Regions from separate parts of the Zea mays genome. Here all the other regions are linked to region 3. The links are chromatin contacts, called in public Hi-C maps. All regions are on one chromosome and are shown on one strand. The core of a region is the stretch at or near the end of the contact, and the rest is flanking DNA. Distances in the headings are between cores, read along the strand shown.

Region 1 (4,253 bases), core at 1,731-4,230, 240 kb after region 3:
TTTCACCAGACCTTGGCAATTCCATATGACTCCTATCATTATGGAACCAATAATTCTGGAGTCTCTCTTTTTTAACTCTCCTTTTATTAGGTGTACACCTAACCTTTGGAGAATTATTTTTCTTTTTATTTCTTAGAGAATATTTTTTCTCTCTTCTTAGATCCTCTTTTTTATTATAAACCAACATTTTTTCTTTATCAAATTCACTATCAAGCAAGTCCTGAACCATTTTATCAATAGAATCAGAGATCTCAATTTCTTTTTCAGTCTCAGTTATGTTCAAATCAACTTCAGAAACCATATTAGAGCAACTAGCAATAAATCTTTCTGACTCCATCATTTTAATATCATTAAGATTCAAACAAACTTCCTCAGCATTTTTTCCTAGACTAACATTAAGCAAATCTGCCATCTCAACCAAAATGTTATCACTAGTGCTCAAAACAGAGAAAGGGTTAGACGACATACCTTTGTTCAGGAAAGCATCTTTAGCTACCGCCCTAGAGATGGCTTTGTCAGTTATCTTGATGTCTTCATTTGCCTCCAATCTTGTACTTTACCTAGTTCCTTCCAAAGGATCAGCTCCTTTGCCTTTGTTCTTTTTGTTCCTTTCATCTATATTCATGTCATGTTTTTCTGGATCATCTTTCTCAGAAATCATATCATCCTGAGAGTTTGTTACATCAACTCCCATGTCTTTAACTAGCACATCAAGTTCTTGTGAACTGAGAAGGTCATCTTCACTTTCATTAAATTCCACATCTCCTTCAAATCCTTCTTTTTCACCAGCTTCTTTTATCACTTCTGTCAATTTGCCAGTCTTATCAGAAGTGACCATGCCCCCAATCATTTTAGAGGTCGATCCAGAATGATATTTAATGCCCATACCATTTTCCTCTGTATCAAACTCTTCATTTTTTGCCTTTTCCCACTTTTCTCCATCACAAATTTTCCAGGCCTGTGGACATCCACAGAAGCCCTCTTTCCCAAACTAACAGAGTCATCATTCCACCCTTCTGCATCAATATTCTCTACTTTAAAGAATATGTCATACAGATAGGGTTTAACTCCCACCTCTATGACTTCAGGAATCATATCAATGCTTTTGACATGAACTTTAAATCTGACCATATCTTTGGATTCAAGAGAATTCAAATCAATTTCCTCAACGGCCCCAATAGTTGAGCCAATCTCACAGATAGCCTGGTAATTTAACAGCTCTTCAGGAACATTTTCAGCCACTACCCAAGTAGTATGAAGCCTAGATTTGGCTTTAGCTTGAGAAGACCAGGGGATAACACTAATTTTAATCCCAGATATTTTCATTTTTTAGCTCAGGAAAGTTAACAACCTCATCTAATCTTTCCTGCGATGGGAACTGCATTAAAAAACCTGAGGGACATTTAGTGGCTTTCCAAGTTTTTCCCCAAGGAAAATGGAAACTGAAATCTTGTTCCAGATCCTCACACCTAGTCTCTCCCTCAATGACTTTCACCAATCCTAAAAAACTTTTTCTAGGTTTCTTAGCAGCATTTTTTGCAAACTGAGAAGCATAGAAACCTAACCCATCAGCCGCCATACCCACTATAGGTATGGTAGGTTTGCTTTGTTTAGGCCAAACACATTTAGCAGTCACATGTGTTTCCTTCCTGCAGATCTCACACCAGAGGGGTTTGGAACATTCTCTAGCACGGTGCCCTTCCTCCCCACATTTCTGGCAAAAAAATCGGCGACCTAGATCTAGATCCATAGGAACGGGGGGAGTGGGGTGGTTCATGTTACCTGGATCCGCACTCTCACCAGATGTTGCAGCCTGCAGGTCCGGTTTGGACTCAGCCTTCATCGGAGGGGGTCTCAAGCGCCAGCTAAGGTTTCGGTGTCTTCCCCAAGGGGGAGAGTTTTGTCTCTGTGGTTTAGGAATTTGGCGATCCCACTTCGTATTCTTTCCTTTTGAATCCATCGCGGTCGATTCTTTAGGGATTTGGAATCCAATCCCTACTCTCGGCCACGGATCCGAAGGAGGAAGAGGACGAATGGGAACGGATTTCCAGCCACCACAGAAGCTGGTTTTCACCGAGGAAGGCAAGCGCCAAAGGGAAGAGAGGAAAGCAGCAAGGTGAGGAAGAGGGCGACCTCCGATTAGGTCATTGGGAAACCCTAGTTTTCCCCTTTGAGTCACCGCGCTGGAAAGACGAGGAGAAGGCGAAGAAGACGGGGAGGAAATACCTGAGGGGTTCAGACTTTTCACTGCACTGCATGGGCCACGTCCATTTGCCTCGTCTCTCACCTTCGTGTATGGGGTCGTCACCCCTGAAGTCCAGCCGCGCCAACGACCATCGCAAGGAACGGCCCATTCCTGTAGCGTCTTCCTGGGCTTAGAGTTTTTCGCTTTTTGAGGATGGGGAAGGATTTTCCCGGCAATGACATTTGAGGCATGGGGTGGTTGAGGAGGGGGACGGCCAGGAGAACGAAGGGGAGAAAGACGAGCCATCTCGCCAACCGCACGTGAATCTAATGGCTGAGCCTCGAATTTTCCGAGATTGAGGGGGAAAAGGCTTAATTTTTCTCTCAATCCTCGGAAATCTTATGGATGGTTTAAGTTTCAAAGTAGTCCTTAAAAAGACAGATAGAGGACGAGAAAGGTTCACTTGAGAAACGGTGGAGGGCGTGCGCCGGCTGTGAACAAGGAGTCAAGGAGGGGCAACGCGGGGTTGTCGCAACGTACCCGCACCCCTTACTGGGCCAAATGCTACCAGCTGCTCGCCGATGGGCCCGTGCAGCTAGCGAGCCTCAACTACGGCCTCTCTTTGTCTAAATGTCGCGCGTGTGATACTGGCTGCGATCCAAAGCCCATGGAATGCGGAATAGTCAGCCAAGAGCCCAACGAGTCCGCTGACCCTGCGGCCCTAGCCAGTAGCCACGTACCGAGCGCGCGAAAACCACCTCTTCCAGCCACACCGCGCGCCAACTCCCGCCAAAACGCGCCGCCTTCATCCCTCCCCACCCTTGCCCCCAAATCCAAATCCGCCCGCCTGCCGCAGCTCCCATTCTCGCGCCCCGCCTTCTTCCTCCAGCAGCCCCGCTCGTTCTTCCGGCCTCGCGTTCCGTCTCCGAAGCCGCAGGCAGCCATGGAAATCAACGAGGAGGCAATGGCGGCGCATAAGCGCGCCTTCCTCGACTTCCTCGACCAAGACGTAAGTCCCTCCCCTCGCCGTCCCGAGCGCCGCCGCGGTTCGCAGGGTCCTCGGCTGACGTTCTTGCCTTCCGCCGCAGGTCGGGAAGGGGGTTTACATGCAGGCCGTCCGCGACATGGTCCAGAACAAGCGCCACCGCCTCATCATCGGCATGGACGACCTCCGCAATCACAATCTCGATCTCGCCCGCAGGTGCCACGCCGGCCGCCGCTGTCTTCCCTCACTTTCTCCTTTCTCGTGCGTCTCTGTTGCCATGTTGGGCAAGTTCCTGCCTTCCTGGCTGATGCGGTCTGCCCTTGCGTGTGAATAGGGTGATCCGGACCCCCGGGGAGTATATGCAGCCGGCGTCGGACGCGGTGTCGGAGGTGGCGAGGAACCTGGATCCCAAATTTTTGAAGGAAGGGGAGCGCGTGATGGTGGGCTTCTCGGGTCCGTTCGGGTTCCACAGGGTCACGCCCAGGGATCTCATGTCCTCCTTCATCGGCACCATGGTCTGCGTTGAGGGCATCGTCACCAAATGTAACGGCTCACTTCTCCCTTTCAGCAGATGTACCACGTTATGCTCTGGTTCCTGCCATACTGCTTATTCGGCGAACTTTGTTTACATGGTACCAGATTGCGCTGTCAGGGTCTTTTGAACAAGTTCCAATTAAACTTTACTAGCATTCTTCTCGCTGATGGGTAGAAGTTTTGTGTTAGTTTCAGTTTCAGTTGGTATCTTTGTGGTAAAGGGAAACTGCAAACGGAATGGGTAAAATTGTCCTTGTTAGGTGTGTAAAAAGTTGAACATGAATGACAATGTCAGAACATACGAATTCACAATGAAACTTTAGTATTGACTTATGCTAATTCATCATTATTGCTGTGCATATAGCACACTATTTTAATGCTAGCTACTTGGTCTATCAAATTATAACTCCATAGCAGATTTCTAGTGAAGTACCTATACACCTTTGAGTGCTAATATTATTTTTTCCTCCTGAAAAAAACAGGCTCGTTGGTTAGGCCAAAAGTTGTTAAGAGTGTCCACTTCTGCCCTGTGACTGGGGACTTTCTCTC
Region 2 (4,278 bases), core at 1,749-4,248, 170 kb after region 3:
ATATAACATTTATAGTACCATAATACACATTATTATTGTATCATGGATCTTAATTAGAGATTAAAACTACATAATAAATGTATAGGGGGCATGTTAGGGGCTATTTGGCACACTTTCTAAGCTATATCCTATTTGGTAAACTGCACAACACAATGTTGGGTTGTATTGCGCAGAGGCTACTTTTATGTCTGGTAACTGCGTAAACGAGGATGGTAGTTATAACTGCCAACTTCTATTCACCAACATTTACAAACTGACAACAGGTACTACTAGCTACATCAACCCAAATACATGATGCACAACTACAAATACCAATAGTTCATTCTACGTTCTCGTAAGTTAACATTACTAATCATTACACCGAACCAAAATATAAGATGCACATCAAGATAATGATCACCAAGAACTGGGATATTAGAACATAATTTTTAATATCACCAAAAAGACTAGCTGGCTTGGCATCTTTTACTTCTTCGTGGCACTTCATGCATCCATGATCTTCCAACTACCGATTGTAGGCGTGCAATGCTTCATCTCTGGTTTTGTAGCTCTTGTAGCAACAGAATCAACATTCCCAAGTTGTGCCATTCCTAATCTAACCTAATCATTACAAAATTAAAAGAGACTAGTAGAAAATATACAAGCATTGTAAGGCAACCAACAAAGAACAATATAACAACATCAAAGATTTATGACACCATTGCAATAGTCCATGGTCTCAAAAAATGGTCCATTTCACAACACATCACTTCGATAGAAAAATAGTAGCACAAACAAACGTGGTCGAGAATATTTAAACATAAATTAAAAAATTGGGGCTTTAATTTATGGTGTTTCCCCTGGTCTGACACAATTGTTTAGCCCACAAATATCTCTTGGTTGCCTAAGTGACATTATTGACAACAACATCGTTTGGTGATGACTCATCAATTCCATGACCCTCGCATTTAGTTTCAGAAGGGACACGACATCCATACCATGCCTTTGTATCCAGTTATGTAGTAGGCAACATGCAAGTACAAGCTTGACTTGTGTCTTGAGAGGATGAAAGGGCTTGTTATACAAAATATTGAATATTTCTTTAGAGCACCAAAGGCTCTCATAACTATAGTTCCTAGGGAAGAATGTCTTAGATTGAAAAGTTCACTTGGGTTTTGAGAACTCCTAGCACCATAGTCCCTTATGTGGAAAGGCCAGACATATGTGTCCCATCAATGGCCCCTACACAATACTATATATATATATATTAAAGATTCAAATACAAGGTAAGGCCAGACATATATTGTTGAGGCTGAATCATTTCATGTGAAGTTCAGCAACAGCTAAGAGGACTTCTTGGAAATACCTACTAATTATCTTTATTGACCTCCTAATAAATGTGATTTGTAGATTATCTAACCATTGTTGTTGTGGCTGAATCATTTCATGCTGAAGTTCAGCAATAGATAGGCTGGGATCTATACTTATTAGGCTACGAAACACTGGCCCATAGGTTGGATAATCCGGAGCAAAACCCAAGCCAGCGTGCAAAAGAACTTGAGGGCTCGTTTGGTGGCAAGGGATTTGGAGATTGGTGGCAAGTGATTTGGAGAGGATTCGTGGAGGAGGAAATTCCAATGTTGGCAACCTAACATCCAAACTGAACATGCGACTAGTACTTCAGAGCTACACGGCCCATATGGTTGCTACTTGCTAGCATACCGGAAGAACCCCAGACACGGAGAGTAGTTTGGGGGATGGGGTGAGCGGGCACGTGAAGTGTCAGGTCTCTCTAGTCTAGTCGTGACTCGTGATCGATCTCCATTCATCAACATGCATTAAACACACCACTAGCTAGACAACAACAACAATGGTTCGGGGGAGGTGCAAGATACATGTATACATATATATATGGGCATAGCAACACGACGCCAGTCACGCTCACGCCACCCCGAAACAGCTTTTATCTTATCTTGTTTCCGAGCACGGTGACGGACACTGGATCAAACACAGGAACATCCATATGCACGAACAATTAGATCCAATATAAAGGTCGGGTCCGGGCGTCCGGCCAATCACACTGCATGCACGGACACGGACCGGCCGTTGCACATATGATTTGGTCGACAGCGACCGGACGACGACTACGGGCGCCAGCCGTACACCCAGCCAGCCTGCTCCCTCTGGCCGCCGCAGAACTGCACCATCCACGGGGTCGCCCGGATGCCGAGGCACAGCACCGCCCCCTTCGTCCGCGGCTCAGCAGCCGCAGGATCGTCGTAGCCGCAGCACTCCTGGTCACGGGCCTCGGCGGCGCTGGAGCCGGAGAAGAGCCAGCGAGCAGAGGACGATGAGGACGAGGACGAGGACGAGGACTTGACCGCCGCCGCCGCCGCCGACGAGGGCCGCGACTTATTACCGAAGGCAAGGCGGCGGAAGACGGTGGCGATGAAGCTGAGCTTGACCCACTTGAGCTGCTTGTACTTGTACCCGCCGGTCGTCTTGCCGTGGCGCCGGTTGGCACGCCCGAGCGGCACGCCGTGGAGGTAGTAGGAGGGCGGCGGGGTGATGACCGGCCCGACCCCGGCGGCGGCGGTGGCCAGCATCCGGCAGGAGTAGGCGTCCTTGGGCGTCCCCGGCTGGGACTCCCACACGAACGGCACGGCGCCGGTGCCCGCGCCGTAGTAGCGGAAGGAGGGGTTGCCCAGCGAGCTCTCCCTGGTGAGCAGGCGCGCGTAGAACTCGCCGTCGTGCGTGATGCGCAGCGGGCTCTGCGGCTTGCTGGGCGGCGTCGCCGCGCCGCTGGCGCCGTGTGCGCCGGGGCTGGGAGCTGGCGGCATCTTCACTGGATCGATCGTGATCGGGCCGAGCAGTGGGACGAAGTGCAGTGGTGTGGTAGTCGTTGGTGGTAGCTAGGCTGGTAGCTAGCTAGTCGGCGCGGCGTGGGCAATGTGTGGCGCCGCGATCGAGTATTCGATCGAGTCCACGATCCAAGAAGAACTCTCGTTGAGCGATGCGATGCGAACCGATCGATGGTGCGGTTTTTATACGCACGCGGGACGGGAGTTCTTGTGCCGCTCGGTGGCTCACTTGCGGCTTACGGAACAGTGCCGCACCTTTCTCAGGCCGTTTTACCACACGGAGTCACGGAGATGCGCGCGAAATGTGACGTGTCGGCAGACGGCAGTGACATTGTTTCACCTATAGTCATTTTTATGTATCCGCCCCTTGTACGTTCAAAATAACTGTATACGTACGAGCCTGATTGGCCACGCTCTGTAAACCAATTAGACGGTATGTGTAGCTCAACGGCGATGCCCGTCTCGTTCCGCATGCCCTACCCCAAATTTTTCGAAGGAGCAATAATCCAAGTAAAACGTAAAAGCAAGGACGACGAGGAACAAAACCACTTCTTATATATCTCATATGCCTGATCTTTTATCCACTTCTCCTATATGTTAGATGCTTAAAAATTTAAATTTTTAGATGACTTCCTGACAATACTCTCGTACAAACCAACTAATAGTAAGTTATTGTTTTTATGATTTGTGATTTAATTTTGCCTCGTAACAAATCAAAACAAATTAATCTTCGACTGACTATAGAAATAATTGTTACTTCTCTGATACGTTTTTTATTCTCCAAACAAAAGATTGTAGATTATATATACACAAATTATGATAAACTGAATCTATAATTTCAATATAAATTAAGTAAAAAACCGTCGTCCAACATTTAGTCACCTAAATTTATTGTTGCTAAGGTAAAATGTAATTTATCATTGTTTTCCTATAGAAAATTTTATCTTTTGTCACTTGCGAGTTTGTCTTTTTAATTATACTAATTGTCTACTGTGTGAGTTGTTGCATTAAAATTAAAAAAAAATCAAGACACCTGACATATAGCAACTCGTAGGGGGGGGGGGGGGGATACAGCAGGCCGTACGGTGAAATAATACTCTGAATAACCAATAACAGTTCCATGGAGAAGCACGAGGGTTGCTGACTATTAATCCTATTATAATCCGTTTTCAACCATCAGACTGCTGCTGAATTATTCGAGGAAAGAGTACTCACGCATATGGTTCACATTTATAGGTTTAAAAAACGGTTTCACTGTATGGTGGTTACGATCGGAGTAAAAGGCACACGGCAGCACATCTCGTACCCACTGTTTAATAACTTGGTTATCGATGAGTATGGAATATATAAATCGTCATCAGATTTATTAAGACGTGTAATGTCGGTCCATGCTTATAAAATACACCATTTTAAGTTTTAATATCTATTTGGGTCTTAG
Region 3 (4,414 bases), core at 1,138-3,637:
CATCAGTGCAAGCTCATTTGCCTCCGTGCCTGAATTTGTGAAGAAAACAACCTGAAAAGAAGACAGCAGTTTCCATGATGCTCAATCGTCCAGAATAGTGCCCATTTCTGAAGTAACTTCTGATAAAGAAACATTTGATTTTTTCCCCTTAGAGAATACCTTCAGATCACCAGGCATTTTGGAAGCCAATGCCTCGGCAAAATCTGCAATTGCATGATTGAGATATAGAACTGTGGAGTGCTGGATCCGCTTTGCCTGGTTTACTATGGCTTCAACCACATCTGGATGGCAGTGCCCACAGCAAACTGTAGCAATGCCACCGAAAGCATCCAGGTAACGACGGCCATCCTCATCAAATAGGTACTGCATCTTTCCTTCGACTATGTCCAACTGCAACAAATATCACATTAATAAATGATCAGCTGAATGCAATATTGCTGTGGCACTGACGATGACTTTAGAGCAACTCCAAAAGAATATGCAAAAAAATTCCCCAAAAACTGATTATGGAGGGCATACTAAAACTGATTACGGGTGGAATAAAATGTTTACTCCAGCAGTTTCCCCAAAATAAAAACTAAAACGAAACTGGACCAACTTTTAATGCATGTAGCTAGCCCACATGCATGTCGTTGGTTTTTTTAAATTTGCATGCCACTGCCCTGTGTTCTCTCACACCAGCAGGACACGTCCGCCACGCCACCAGCTAGCGTGCGCACGTACGCAGTCGATTGGGGGAACTTTTTTGTCGCGCATGTGGGTCGCGAAAAAATACGAGCAAGGAAGGGGATTCTGTTGGAGTATGGAAATCAGCGTTTCTTCTATAAAAATGGTTTATGGAAGCCTTTGCTTGTTTTCTTGGAGATGCTCTTAGCTTGTGTTGCTTGGTTGGAAAACTAAAGCTTGTGTTGCTTGGTTGGAAAACTAATACTACTTGATCGGGGTTCACCATATACTACAGGAGGCACTCAGACGATCTCATATATTAAGTAATTACAGAATGATAACATGCACTGGTTACTTTGCTGTTTGCTTCATTTCAGAGATGCAAATGAATCTCAAAATGCTAGCGTTTTTTTCCTCTTCCTTTGTGCCAACTTCTATCAAATTATATAAGTATATATGCTTCAACATTATTTTTTAATGGGACGGGAGTCAGTAAGTTAGGTACACGGTAAGTACTGTCTCCAGAAATCCAATCTTGACCTTGTTTATGTACTTTGGCAATGCGTAAAAAAAATTAAATGTTGTGTTGTCAGTAACCATGTATATTCTGACAAACAAAGAAAAAGTGGCGCAGCTACATATATTTGAGATCTAAGAGGGCACAAAAAAATAGTTGCGGAAATTAGAGAGTTGTTATATTTCAGGTGCCCACCTGAAATATAGTATGTTTTCAGACAACAACCTTCACTGTTAGTTCATGAGCATGTAAAGCTGAGCATCTTAATACAGGAAAAAAATAAGCAAAAAGATGGATACAGTATCTTTTGAAGAGAAGATAGAAATCAGGCATCTGACCATTAGTAAAAAAGTGGAAATTAATCGGTACAACCTAGATTTTCTACAAGTTTGCAGGCAAAACTGGGCAGCCACGTCATTGCAATTTGCAACAACCCAGGAAAAGCCTGTCACTTATTCATTTGTCAACCCATCCGGCATGTTCATTTGGCAAAAGGATCTACTATTCACTGAAAAAAAAACAATACTCCTGCTGTCGACACTCGACAGCTTGTGGTACTGGTATTACAAGTTTCTTTTATTGATTCACTTAAGACTCCTGTTCGAGTCATACTGCCTGCAATACAGAATTTGCGGCTGTTGAGTGCTGACATTTTATTGGGTTCTGACACAGATCTTGGTTGCATACTTTTGTATATTTATCTCAGATCTCATTTTACTTCAGATAAGAACAGAGCACATGCAGTATCAGCAATCCTATCAAACCTCTCGGAAAACGACAAAGATCACTGCTGCTCTGTGCCAAAGGACTACCAAGAAGACCGCATTTCTCAAAACAGTAAACAAAAAATGTTTTAGTTACGAAAAATGCTAGTAGTTCGATTCTTCGTATTTTAACTGATCACCAGGGCGACAATTGGTGCAGTTTTTACCGAAAAAATATTGAAATCCGAAGGTAATTTACAGTTTTTTTTGTTTTTCTTTTTGGTCGTAGCAGTATAGTCCTTCCCACAGAACTGAAGACTGGAGTGGCGATGGGGGAGCGGCACACGTACTGGGCGATCGTAGAAATGAAAGAGGGATGGGCTGAGGAACTGAGCGCGCTTCCGGAAGATCTCGGCGCGCGGCCCGTTGTACGGCGGCGGCGTGTAGTCGAAGGCCGGCATCTTGGGGAAGGCGCCATTCGCTGGCGCGGGCGCGGCGACGGCGGCCGCGGCGAGCGCGGCCTGGAGGAGCCTCCGGGAGGAGGCGAGGCGCTGCATGTGCTGCGCTGTGGTTTTCTCCCTGCGCGGTTGGTTGGTTGGGGGGGGGGGGGGGGGGGGGGGGGGGGGGGGGGTGGCGGCGGCGGCTACAGAAGCGGCGGGCGGGTGTGTGAGTCGCTGGTTGATGTTGGAGGAGGGCCATGGCGACGCCTATAAATAGATGGCTAGTTGGTGAGATGGTTTGCGCTGCGAGACTGCCAGGTGGGACATAGGAGGACGAAACGTATCGGACGGCGTACGCCCGGTACTGTTGGAATTGTGTATACGACCGTAGAAAATATTGTTTTATATTGTAAAGTAGATTTTGAAATATGGGATAAGATAGAAGATCAGAGATAACGTAAGTGCGGTACCGTTGAAATATCCAGCTTGTTCGCTGTGGCTTGCTGCGGCTGCAATCCGGCTGCGGCTGCGGCTTCTACAGTATTTTTCTCTCTATGGATTGCAGCTGCAGCAGTCCAAACAGCTGCAACAGTGTCGGCTTGTAGCCAGCCGAACACGCCCATCAATTGTAAAAGCTAACTTCAAGAGGTTAGCCAAAAATGTTAGCCAAATATACTAATTTAGTTATTTTCTAAAATAGATTTTACAAAAGAGTAGGTTAATTTCCAACAAACTCTGTAAAACCAACAAAACGAATAGCGAGTGAAGCCGTCTGTCCAAAAACAGAGAGGAGGTAAAGGAATAGAGAGCTATTAAATTTAAAAAGTCATTTGCATAGTCTATTGAACAAGTTTTTATTTAAATAATAGCCAAATTTATCTTCACAAAACGATATGGCTAGTTTCTAGGAGTGGCTCTAAGGTCTTGATTCTCACCTCCTAAGCTTTAGAAATTAAATTTTAGTATCTCTAATTTCTAAACTATTAAACAGAATGACTAATGGAAACCTAAACTTTAGTCTTTTAACCACTAAGAGAGTGAGTAAAGGTGTATGAGGGGGGTGTTTGCCATGGTTCTAGATCAAAACTCTGGAGTGCACATTCTATGGAGTTTTGAGAGCTGTACAAATCTCTAGAGTGTCGCTTTTGCTATGCTATAATCCTTAAAAAGCAACCTAAACATGGAGTTTGAAGGACCGCCACTGTCACTGGTTATAAGAAAGAAATCTAAATTCTGGAGCAGAGGTGCTCCACCTAAAGCTTTGGAGCCATGCAACGATATGGGGATATATCAAGTTGTAAGGTAAGTTATCTCCACCTAAGGATATCGCCGGAACCATGAACCAAGGAGAACGAAATAATGTACAATGATCCATGGTAAGCGTCCATGGGTGAATGATTAAAGTGACAATTGGTTAAGCCAAAAGTTCCAAATTGAGTCATTGTCCTTGATACCAATTGAAGAAACACTTGACACCTAAGAGTAGGGTGAATTAGGCAATCTAATTTCTCTTTTGCGAAAGGGCCTATATATGAGTTAGTTAGGTGGTCTGAGTATCGTTGCTTAGGTCCTGAGTTCAACTTCCAATGGGAGCAAATTTTAGGCTAAGTTTAAAAAAATCCCCTCGACTATCTCACGCCAAAGCACATGTCTAAGGTCAGATTCCCATTGTGGTAGTTCCCACATGGGCTAGTCGCTCTGTATGGGGGCAACGGTTTAGGATTTTTCTTGACCTGAAAGGTCTATATTTTTCTAAAGGGCCTCTAGCTGAGTTAGTTAGTTGGTCCAAGTAGCACTCCTAAGGTCCTAAGTTTTTGACTCCCTATGGGAGTAAATTTAAAATTGTGGTTAAAATTCCCCTTGTTTATCCCATGCCAAAGCATAAGTCTAAGGTATGATCCTGGTCGCAGTCATTCTTATATGGGCTACAGTGTCGTTGTGTATGGGTGGGGTAGAAGTTCGAGGTTTTCTCGATTTGTGTGATAATGTCTTCTTAATACAACACTCATGAACTGTCTTACCCCTGCAAGTTGAGTTTTTAAATTTCTCTCTTAGTCTATGGCATCTATTTTTATCCTAGTCAAAAC

The links. A called contact is a pair of places that touch in the nucleus more often than the background predicts.
Region 1: a Hi-C map of tassel shows a contact between it and region 3, with 2.3 times the contacts expected there. The contact joins the promoter of LOC542738 here to the promoter of LOC100384690 in region 3. A contact is called at or near these places in 2 of 25 Hi-C or Micro-C datasets (ear and tassel).
Region 2: a contact with region 3 is called in a Hi-C map of leaf, with 5 times the contacts expected there. The contact joins the promoter of LOC100278635 here to the promoter of LOC100384690 in region 3. A contact is called at or near these places in 7 of 25 Hi-C or Micro-C datasets (bundle sheath, ear, leaf and 2 more).

Annotation. Positions count from the first base shown.
Region 1 is chr6:164,935,936-164,940,188 of Zm-B73-REFERENCE-NAM-5.0, forward strand. It overlaps LOC542738 (replication origin activator 2), which reads left to right and starts at 2,981. Exons shown (of 16, transcript NM_001112248.2): 1 at 2,981-3,194; 2 at 3,274-3,386; 3 at 3,505-3,713; 4 at 4,187-4,253. The coding sequence starts at 3,129.
Region 2 is chr6:164,861,133-164,865,410 of Zm-B73-REFERENCE-NAM-5.0, forward strand. It overlaps LOC100278635, which reads right to left and starts at 2,999. Exons shown (of 1, transcript NM_001151847.2): 1 at 1,854-2,999. The coding sequence starts at 2,819. The coding sequence ends at 2,124.
Region 3 is chr6:164,695,741-164,700,154 of Zm-B73-REFERENCE-NAM-5.0, forward strand. LOC100384690 reads right to left here and starts at 2,388. Exons shown (of 9, transcript NM_001177167.2): 1 at 2,238-2,388; 2 at 160-390; 3 at 1-51. The coding sequence starts at 2,348.